Linked DNA regions of Mus musculus: region 2 is linked to region 1. A link is a contact called in public promoter capture Hi-C data. All regions are on one chromosome and are shown on one strand. The core of a region is the stretch at or near the end of the contact, and the rest is flanking DNA. Distances in the headings are between cores, read along the strand shown.

Evidence for each region. Promoter capture Hi-C pulls out the DNA fragments that hold promoters and counts their contacts.
Region 2: a promoter capture Hi-C map of liver shows a contact between it and region 1. The contact joins the enhancer-like site here to the promoter of Tmem100 in region 1. A contact is called at or near these places in 3 of 39 promoter capture datasets (the C10 cell line and liver), 1 of 115 datasets of contacts at active chromatin or transcription factors (bone marrow-derived macrophages) and 1 of 9 other capture datasets (macrophages).

The regions. Positions count from the first base shown.
Region 1 is chr11:90,027,896-90,032,985 of GRCm38.p6, reverse strand. It overlaps Tmem100 (transmembrane protein 100), which reads right to left and starts at 2,638. Exons shown (of 3, transcript NM_026433.2): 1 at 2,243-2,638.
Region 2 is chr11:90,266,625-90,271,714 of GRCm38.p6, reverse strand. Mmd (monocyte to macrophage differentiation-associated) reads right to left here. Exons shown (of 7, transcript NM_026178.2): 6 at 4,134-4,203. Among named protein-coding and RNA genes, the nearest start is that of Mmd, 20 kb to the right of the region's middle. Within about 2 kb of position 2,669, at least 44 of the 459 cell types and tissues checked have an H3K27ac peak or open chromatin away from gene starts, as enhancers often do. A contact at or near this core is called in liver, where this site is marked.

The DNA.
Region 1 (5,090 bases), core at 1,389-3,888:
TTTTTTTTTTTACTCATGTATGTGTGAGATGGCCCCTCCCCTCGTTTGATGTTCCTTCATTTACAGAAGAGGGCGGGAAAGACTACATTCCTGGTTAAGCTGGGAAACCCCGGGTTATCTTGATTTAAGCAGGGATTGCTTACTGCTTGTTCTGGGCGATGAGTGGTTTTGGCAAACCTGAAATTGGCCACCACTGTCACCAGCAACATTGCCTCTATGGACAAAGCACTTATTATGGGTGTGGTATGATATTAAGGACTGACACACGTTAGTATTCTCATTCATTTGTAAATAAAGTTATGGAGACATACAGAGGTAAATAAAATGACTTAAGTTCACAAAGAAATAAACTCTCGCTTCAGACCCCAGTTTTTCCTCTATCCTGGAGATCGAGCCCAGAGTCTCATATGTACTCAGCAAGAACTTTACCGTTCAGCTATATTCCCAGCCCACTCTCCGCCTTGACCTTTAAATCCCCCTGTCTCAGTTTCTTCAGTCGCTACAGTCACAGACCTTCACCACCAGGCCCACTGAACCTCAGTCATGAATAGGTGCAAGCTCACCCTCGGAGCTTATAAAATGTAGAGTCTGAATAAATCGGTCCATAATATAGTCCGCCTATGCCAAGCCTTGCTGTTTCTGGTCCTATTTTAATCAATAATATATCTTAAATCTTCAAACACGCACCTGGCACACCATTCTTTCGAATAATATCCTCAAGGCTGTGCCCCAGCATCATCAGTGACCTGACAGGGTTAGGCTGTCTTACAGAAATGCCACTAAAACCTGGGGTGAAGCAGGTCGGTGGCAAAGCAAGAGCACTATGGCAAGCCTGCCCATATTTCTAAAGGTTATCCCAGGATTTCCTTCATCTGTGCAAGTCTTACCAATTCCTGGTCCAGTCTCCTCATTCACATCACTGACAGAATAGCTTCGTCTTCCCATCCGAGGGATGCTTAGCTCTCTTTAGCCACTGGCTTGCCCCCTGGACCTCTCACCCTCCTAGCTTCCAAGGGGGACACAGAGAGACCAGGAGTCCCTTTCCTCCAATGTGAGCCAGAGCAAGTGCTCCTTGGTTCCAATTGATCACACTGAGAAGTTACCGAGACCTGAGTCAGAGGTCCAACATGCTGGGTATAGGAGGTACCTCTAGGCCAGCTGGAAGCCCAGACTGCCATCACCCACAGCTTCCAATGTGAGTCTTAGAGAAATGGAGTCTCACGTATAACTAGTGACATCGCTGGATGGCGAGATTGGGCATATTTGGAACCAGGGTATTCAGAAGATGGTGACCTAGGGTCTAGGCTACATCAAATAGAAACCCTCAAAGAGAGCTGCTTCCCACTTGGGAACTCCTGCCTTTGGGGCAAGACCTCCCTGATTCCTAGCACAGGCCATTTACTGTATATTAAGCAAATCCCCAGTAGCAGCCAGGAAGTTCTGAACATCACCATATCCTAGTGGAAGATCATTTTCCCTTGCTTCCTAAGCCGAAGGTAAAGAAATGAACCTACAGGGGAGAGAGGCATCCTTTCCCATGGCGAGCCCCAGGATGAAACGGTAAGGAGAGACACTGAACAGAGCTGTGCCTCCAGGGTGCAAGGCCACAGGTTTGCTGCTACTTCTAACTTGGAAGCTTCGGCTTCTCATGGTTTCAGGTGTGGCGCTCCGCGCCACTGTCCCAGCACAGTGTAAAGGCATCTGTCTAGGTAAGAAGATGCCAGTCTCCAAAATTAGACAACTCCTGATTTGAACTGGTAAATTTAAAGAAATGGAAAGCTCAGAGATTAACCAGAAATTGTGCCAGGAAGAAAAGGGTAGAAGCACCAGGGCAACCGGGGGCACAAGCATCTTTAACCAACTTTATCTCTTAAGAAGAAATTCAAAAAGATTTTTCACAGCAAAACATGCAAAAACGCCTTTGAATGTCCAGTCTTCCGCCCACAGGGTGCCTAGCTGGTATTAAACACCCTGGGAAGCGACACCTGGCCCCACGTGCAAATTTTCATCACAATGCATCCAGTCTCTTTTTCTGCAAGCTCTTGGTGCAGAAAAGTGAGGAAATTTCCCTGGTTCTTTTTTTTTTTTTTTTTCCTTTGAGCGCAGGGCTTGGGAAGGCTCAAGTTTAGAAAACTTTCCTGAAGACTTCCGAGTGTATGAACCGTCCTCCCCGGGCGAACCCCGGCAAACAATCTACAAGCCTCTCCCAGATCTTTCAAAGAGCAAGGAAACCGAGCCTTACCTTTCTCAGCCAGAAGTGGACTGAGACAGCAGCAAGCGGCGGCCAACAGCGAGGCCGACAGTGGGATGCAAATCACCATGCTAGGGACCGTACACAAAGTACTCAGCAAGATTTACAGACCATTAAGGGACCGGAGACAATTTGGTGAAAGGAAATTCCTTACTCGCTGTTGTATTTTACTCTACGTTTTCCTTTTCTTTTCTATTTTTTTTTCCGTGCCCACACCATCCACTGTAATTACAGGAGTGAATCCATCATAACCCAATTATTTAAAAAGTCACTAAAAATCTCTCCTGTTTTCTTTCCCCCGTTTAAAATCCTTATGCAAGCATTCTTTTTTATGGTTTTCTCTAACCTAGTCTTCGATATCACTCTTTTGTAGTGTGAAGCTGCAGAAAAGAACTCCTTTTCGGTCTTCTACATTAGCGGTGGAGGAGTAAGGGTAGGGGTGGGTGGAGAGATGGGTGTGGGAGGAGGGGTGGGGATGGGTAAAGGCAAGCCATTGGAGAATTCCGGAAAGGAGAGTGGGATCCTCTGCAGATTTGTCACCATGAGGTTTAAGTGATAAGAAGAGTAATAGATAGCGGCGCACTGATGGCACACGCCTTTAATCTCAGCACTTGGAAGGCAGAGGCAGGCAGACTTCTGAGTTCGAGGCCAGCCTGAAGAAGAGCGATAGATGATAAGAGATAAGGCTGTATGTAGTGCCTGGGTGGCCTGTCGCCATGAAGTCAAGCAAGCTGGTTCGCCAATGAGTGTTCCTTATGTGAAGATGCCAGATTGCATGGGGTTGCTAACACACTGGACTGCCACATCTCAGAAGAACTGAGGCCACCAAGAACATCACAAACAACGCTGTGAGGAGATTTACTACGTCAGAGAGAATTCCCCCTTACTTAAAAAGCATCTCCTCTTCCTTAGCAATAAGGAGCCGTTGCTTAGGGGGAGGGAGGGTCCGCAGTGGAAGGAAGCAAGAAGGATGGCCAGTTCCAGGACAAACAGGTCACTGGTGCAGGTCCCATCTGTGGGAGCCTGCCGGGGGCGTTTCCACTCTGCCATTGAAGTGCGCTGGCGGTTTCTCTTTGGGGAGCACACTTGTGCTTTGCATTTGGGGAAGAACTGCCCTCACGTGTGTTTGATTATTCTCCCTCCCTCCCACTTTCGTTTTTGCTTTTGCTTGGTGTGGTCGAGCTGGCTAGTTTCCAGCATCCCGGAAGATGCCAGTTCCTCAGGCTCCTCTCTGTCCAATCACCACATGAAGATCTCTGTCATCACAAAGGCCCGTTGAGTTCAGTGAAATTCGGGAAGCTGGCCAGCTTTTCTCCTAGCTAACTCTTTTTTTTTTTTAAAGGGTGTGTCAACAATTTTACTCTGAAATCAGGGGCATTTTGGAAAGTGATCTGTGTTTTTGTGTGCTTTGGGGATAACAACTCTTGTTATTTCCCCTCCCAAATATGCTCTAGGCAGTTTTCTTTTAAGTAGAAAGATCTAACAGTAGTAAGAGGAAGAAGAAAAAAATGTGTTTTAGATACAAACATGTCTTTACTATTTGTTGGTCAAGTTCCAGGCACAGGAATCTCCTAAGATCCACATGTGGAGAGAAAGAACAGCTTGGACCTCTTAGTTGCCTGTCCTGGCTTCTGGTGGCTAGCACTTTGTTCGGCCTTAACTCTAGAACCAACTCCCCCATTCGGAGTGGACCTACCCAGTCCACCGAATGAAGAGGAACGGAGCACGTGAATGTTCATAAGCATCGATCACACACTACCCAGGCCACATCTCCAGGACTGCTGTTTGTGTTTTCCTGTGCAAGATTCTGAGACTTGGCACTGTGTGATACTTTAGCGGATCTATACTACTAGGGAAAGTGGCTGAACCAAGCCATAACTCCAGGAGTCTCTACCTTGTGCCCATCCATTGGCCATTGTTTTTGACTGCTTAAGATTCTACGAATAGTTCTCATTCAGGGAAGGGGGAGGTACAGGGTAGCACACTATCATTCAGTTTACTTTTGAGCAAGTACCCTGAAAAGAAACTTAATGGTTGAATTGTGTGTTGTATCCCCTAGGATTCTGAGCATTGAGACAGAGCTGTGTTATCAAGCAGATTTGAGTGTGTTTGAAACCAAGACTGATACAGGCTGGTAGGTATCCTGTGAGAGAGCCTCCGGAAGATGCTAGAGCGGTAGGGATATTTCAGGGGTCTCCAAGACCATTCTTCTTTCTTCATGGTTGAAATTGATTGTACTGCTTTTGGAGGCCAGGGTCTTAGTAAAGACTGCTGAGCAGACAGAGAAGCAAAGATCAAAACGAGATCTCATCTTGGAGCTAAGTCTGCAACGGGAAAGGCACAGGGACACCAAGGCAGACACTCTGCCTTAGAGAGAGCATTGCAAGCTGCTACACATTCCCCAGAGAGAACGGATCAATTCTGGACTAGGTGTGTGCGCTGCAGAGGTGAGTGAGGACTGGGCGGTTCGTGCTGGACAATCATTTGGCACTATAAGGAACGAATGTGATTCTGGGTAGAGGGGGGAATCCCTATTACATCAACACAACTTTGAAGAATCTAAATCTTCTGCAGAGAATGGGGAGCAGCTTGCATGGCTTAGGTGGAAAACATCCAGAGTGGGGTTAGAAATGGTTCATGGTCATATGCGGGACTGAATGATGCATTTTGGAGTCTATTTAGAGAGCAGGGTGGCTTTGAACAGTACACCAAAGTCATCTCTGTATAGTAAAGAGTGGCCTGCACTATACTGTTGGAATATTCTGAAGAAAGTCATATAGGGGAGGGGAGACTGGGAGAGCAGGCAGAGTTTCTGATACTGGGACCCCGACACTAGGAA
Region 2 (5,090 bases), core at 1,420-3,919, 240 kb before region 1:
AGCCTACATCACTAAGCCATACCCACAGCCCTCTACTTTTTCCATCTGAAGATAGATGCTTACATCACTAATTTTAAAACTTTCTTCTTTTTAATCGTGTTACTCAGAGTTCTTCAAAGAATTAGAAACGTGGGGACTGAGGAAGCCTAGAGTGAAATGTGTATTCCCACAGACACAGGCATGTAGAGGCCTCCCATTCAAGAGATGGCAAAGCATCCCTCTGCTCCAAATGCCAGCACCTGACCTACAGAAGTGCGAAAGCTAGCACCTGCAGCATCCTCCTTACAGACAGCTGTACTGAGACTGCTCCCCTGCGAGACCTTCCAACGCTAGCTAACATCTACTCGTGCTCGTACATGATAAACTCCCTCAGGTTTTAGGTTGCATCATTGGTGTCCCTCTGTCAGAATGAGCACACCTTACCTGGATCCCAGATTTTCTGTACATGCGTTTGTTCTTTGTTCATTCTCTTACCACCCTAGTCAGGGTTCCAGACTACCCTGTGCAAGACTAGGTGCAGAGTCAGTAAGATGGATGTGTATGTCTGCATGCAGAACAGGGTGTCTGTCTCTCTCTCTCTATCTCTGTCTCTGTCTGTCTCTGTCTCTGTCTCTCTCTCTCTCTCTCACTGTGTGTGTGTGTGTGTGTGTGTGTGTGTGTGTGTGTGTGTACTTATAGGTTTTAAGGCACTGACTTGTGTAATTACAGAACAGCAAGCCTGAATTCTGCAGGGGCCTGGCAGCCAGTGATCCAGGTTAACGCGCGGCTACTGTGGCTGACATCCAAAGGTATGGGGAGGATCCTTGCTAGGAAGACCTCAGTCCTTTTATCTTAAGGCCCTCAGGTTGAGACCCCCACACACCACAGGGAATATACTCTCTGTCTACTGAATTGAATGCTAATGTTACTGAAGAAGTACCCTCACAACAACCAGGCTGTTAATGGGCAAACATCTGGGTACCTCGGCCGAGTCAGGATGATTCATCAAAGCAACCTGCACACTCACAGAGTCATCTAAAGCACCGTGCCTCTTTCCCAACACGGCTTGGGCTGCAGCCCACAACTTGTCAGGTTGCATATTCCTTACTAGTCACTTCAAAGATGCAAGTGTTTATATAGGCGTATGCCATCGAATCTTTAAACGTTTGGAGCACCTCTATCATTTTGTGGAACAGTTCTAATTCTTTAGTACCAAAGGCTGCTTTATTGTCTACGTACATTGCCTATTTTCATCAGAAGATTTTGTATACTGACCTATTCTCAGGTGGGGCCTTGTGGGAGGAAGCAGGTTGGCAGGGGCATGCCTCTCAAGGGCTTAGCTTGTCCCTGGCTCCTTCTTAGCTACCTCTCTGTCTGCTGTGAGGTACTCCACCCTCTTCTGCTCTCTCCACAGCACGCCTTCCCATGAGAGAGCCCACAGCCAACAGTCAAGTAACTACAGGCTAAAGCCTCCAACACTACGAGCCAGAACAAATCCCTCCTCCCTTTCTTTTTGTGCTTTGTCGTTATTTTTGTTTTGTTTTGTTTGCTTTTTGAACTTTTTTTTTGTCACAGTGATAAAAAAGCAACTAAGACAGAGGGGCGGAGTTCCTCTGCCCCTAAAGTAAGCTTGGTCACCCAAAAGCCAGAGATGTGTGATATCCGATGTGGTTCTAACCACTTGGAATGGTGGGCGCTCCACTATTCCCCTGAATTCAGTGCTTCTGGCAGCATTGTTTAGCTCCTCGCCATCAAATGGTTATTCCCAGTGAGGGCTTCCAGAATTCTGCCCTGCACACATCCAGCTTGATGCCTGGCCGCGCATACTCCTTTGTAGATTCCTGCAGGTCCGTCTCGGCAGCTCTCTCCTCCCTAGGTCCCTGCCCCATCAACTGTCTCACGTCTGATTTCTAGGAAGACAGCTGTTCTCTGTGCTCTCTTTTAATTGCTATTTGGAAAGTCTACAGGAAAACAATGCGGGCGGGGGGTGGGGGGGAGGGGTAGAACCCAGAGCTCAGCTTTTGGTTTCTCTGCCTTCAAGCATCCCGCTCCGCACTCTCTGTGCTTAATGCTTGGAGAGCCCGCAGCTTTAATTCATTATTGAGCGCTCTAGCTCTTCGTGGCAGAAGAGTGAAGCCTGAGACCCAGGACTCAGCTCCACAGCTCAGCGCTCACTCTTACATAACCCTTTTGATCTGGACTCTGTCTAGATCTCCAGATTATTATCAGCTCTCCAAAGGCGGGGGTGCCCTCCCAGGCGTGCTGTACCCTCTGTTGGTAACACCTGCCTCACACTGACTGTTCCTGCTTTCTACTTGTCTTTCTGAATCAGCATACCTATCACTTATTTTAGTACTTCAACCTCATGTTTCCATAGCAACCTGAGTTGTCCCTTCCCCATCCCCTGCCATCGGGGATATTATAAAACTTTATTACAGTCTCCTATTGAACGGAAACTGTCTATCTGTTGGACCCTAAGTTCTGTGACAGCAGTGTGTGAATTACCCTGCTTCATTTTCATAAACATTAGTCACTGGCTATTATAGCACCTAGGAAAAGGCCGATTACAGATTCGGGCCAGTAAAAATACTGGATAAACCTGCTTTTATGACAGCCAGAGGGAATTGACTTGAAACTGCTCTAATAATTAGTAACCAATCCACATAGACTTTGCTATTATGGCTCTGGCTGTCCTGAACTGCCCTATGGATGCAATAGCCGTGGCCCAGTTTTCTCACTTCAGTCACATGCCTGCCTACCTCTTCTCATCCTTTTCTGCTGCCTTTGCCAAGTGAGCCATGTACATCTATGTGTACGCACACACAGACATAGATAATATGTATTTATCCGTGCAGTCGTGCTAGGTAAATTACTAAAACTACCATCAAACTCATATATCGAGGAAATATAATTTTTGACACTTTCACAAGCAATGTTTTCTGAAACCTCAGAACCAGATTTTAGCTCCAAGGGGCACTCTTCTGAGGAGGGCGGGCCCTGGGGAGTGAGAGGGGAGGTAGGCACTGGAGACAGGGAGGTGGGTCCTGGGAGCTGGAGGTGGGCCCTGGGGAGTGGGAGGGGAGTTGGGCCTTGGTGAGAGGGAAGAAAGCCCTGGGGTGGGAGGGGGGTCCTGGGGATTGGGGTGGGGAGAGGTGAGCACTAGGGGATGGAATTACATTCTCACATTGTGTGTAGAAACTCAGTAATGAAATCTCACGTCCAACCCTGACTCTGGACAACTGAGAATAAAGAAATGAGTTAAAACTAAATAAGCTGCAGTTCTTTAATTAGTACAGTGGCTAACGGCCAGTGCCGAACACAAGACATCGGAGGAAGTAAGCCAGTGGCCAGCAGAGCTGGATGAGACTGCAATGTATAGTTGTGGACTCAAAGTGACAGGTGTCTATGGTTTTCTACATGGTAATTCCACTGGAAAGAGAACTTGAAACACACCGTACACAAGAATTCACTAAAGATAATGTAACACTCTTATACTGAAGTTCCCAAGCTATTCTCAAGCAAAGTTAAAAGGAAAATAACAGTTGTTTTGTTTTAAAGCCACTCTCCTTTCTTAGAACGAGAGCTACTACTACTTCAAAGCAAATTTTAAAAAAATGAAGTAAAAGGACTTGAAAACTACTGAGCACGAAGCTGGGGCAAATGCTAGGCTTTTCCTTCTGACCTCAAACTTACAGCTTTCCCTCTTCAGCTGGGTAGGGACCATACGGTGGGCCACCACAACCTTCAAAGATCCCTCGAATTCTTAAGATTTTATGTCAGTCATTCATGCTCTCTTTACCATAACAGAACTCCAAATAGCCTCTTCCAGAGAGTCAGGCTTAAATAGCCCCATTACTCAACCTCAAACAGCTACTTCTAATCTTTTAGACAAGTCTCTGAAAGAAGGGTGATGAGATGGGGGTTGAGGGGGGAAGCCATCATCCAAAACAAAAAAGTACAGAACAAACCCACCCAATATATACACAGCGTTGCCAAGCCTTGGGGATAGCTAGTGTAACTCATATGGTTCTCTCTCAAGTCTATAGTTAATGGATATATCAAAGCTCCAAAAGGGAAAACTGCACATTTCTCATTACATCAGAGTATCAGGGATTTAGGGAGGAAGGAACCAAAATTCTAAAGCCACGTCTCACCATTGATGTCACCACCAAGGCTGGAGAAAATCCCATCGTGAGATAGAAGAAAAGTTCAACCACTTTATACCTGTAGGGACACACAAATGGTTAGACACACCCCTTGGGACTGCTTTATACCAGCTTCCCTGTTCTTTATCTTGAAAGCGAAATATAAGCTTTTAAACAACTCAAAGGGGATGCATTTCCCACGAGGAGACCACCTAGCCTCTCCCTAACACACTGAGTAACAATGTGGTAAAGTTTCTCTTAGGATGAAAAGGGCAGAAATTGACCCAGGCTGCCTAGAACATGCTTGCTGTCAAAGCTAGCTGTAATCTAGCCCAGTACAATACGTTTCCCTTGCCCATCCTCTTGGTTTGGCCCATCATCAGTTCCATCCAGAGTTAAAAGGACCTTGAAAGGGTGAGGGGAGGTGAAAACACAGCTTTCTCCAGGAGTGGGCAGCAGCCAGAGCCCAGGATGCGTTTTCTGTTTGTCTCTTCATTTTGCACGCATATTTCCTGTCCCATGCCACTAGGCTGCAGGCTATCTGAGAACTTTAGCCCTAGTGGAGGGAGAATGGTCTTGGGGTTACCAGAAAGGCCTGTCTTTCCTTGCTATGCTATCTGGAGGCTACAATCCAGAAGCCTGCCCCCAAGGAGCGCGTGTGCCTTCAGACAGATTTGCTGGATATTACATAATCTACTTAGCATTTGTTACATTCAGGGGGTAACTGGAGTCAGGTGTCTAGGATCAGCTTCAGGATCAATATGGCTATTGGTGTTCTCTTTGTTCAGATCTCGTTTAGGCAGCTATGTTGGTGAACTTCATGGGTGCAGCTTCTAACTTTCTTAGAAGACAATCTCATAGCAAAGTTCATTTTCTTCCGGCTCTCATGTGGGTAATTTTCATGCCTACAGCTGACGGTGATGACCCTGAAGGTCTCCTTTGGAGCCAGACGGTGCACTTCAATCT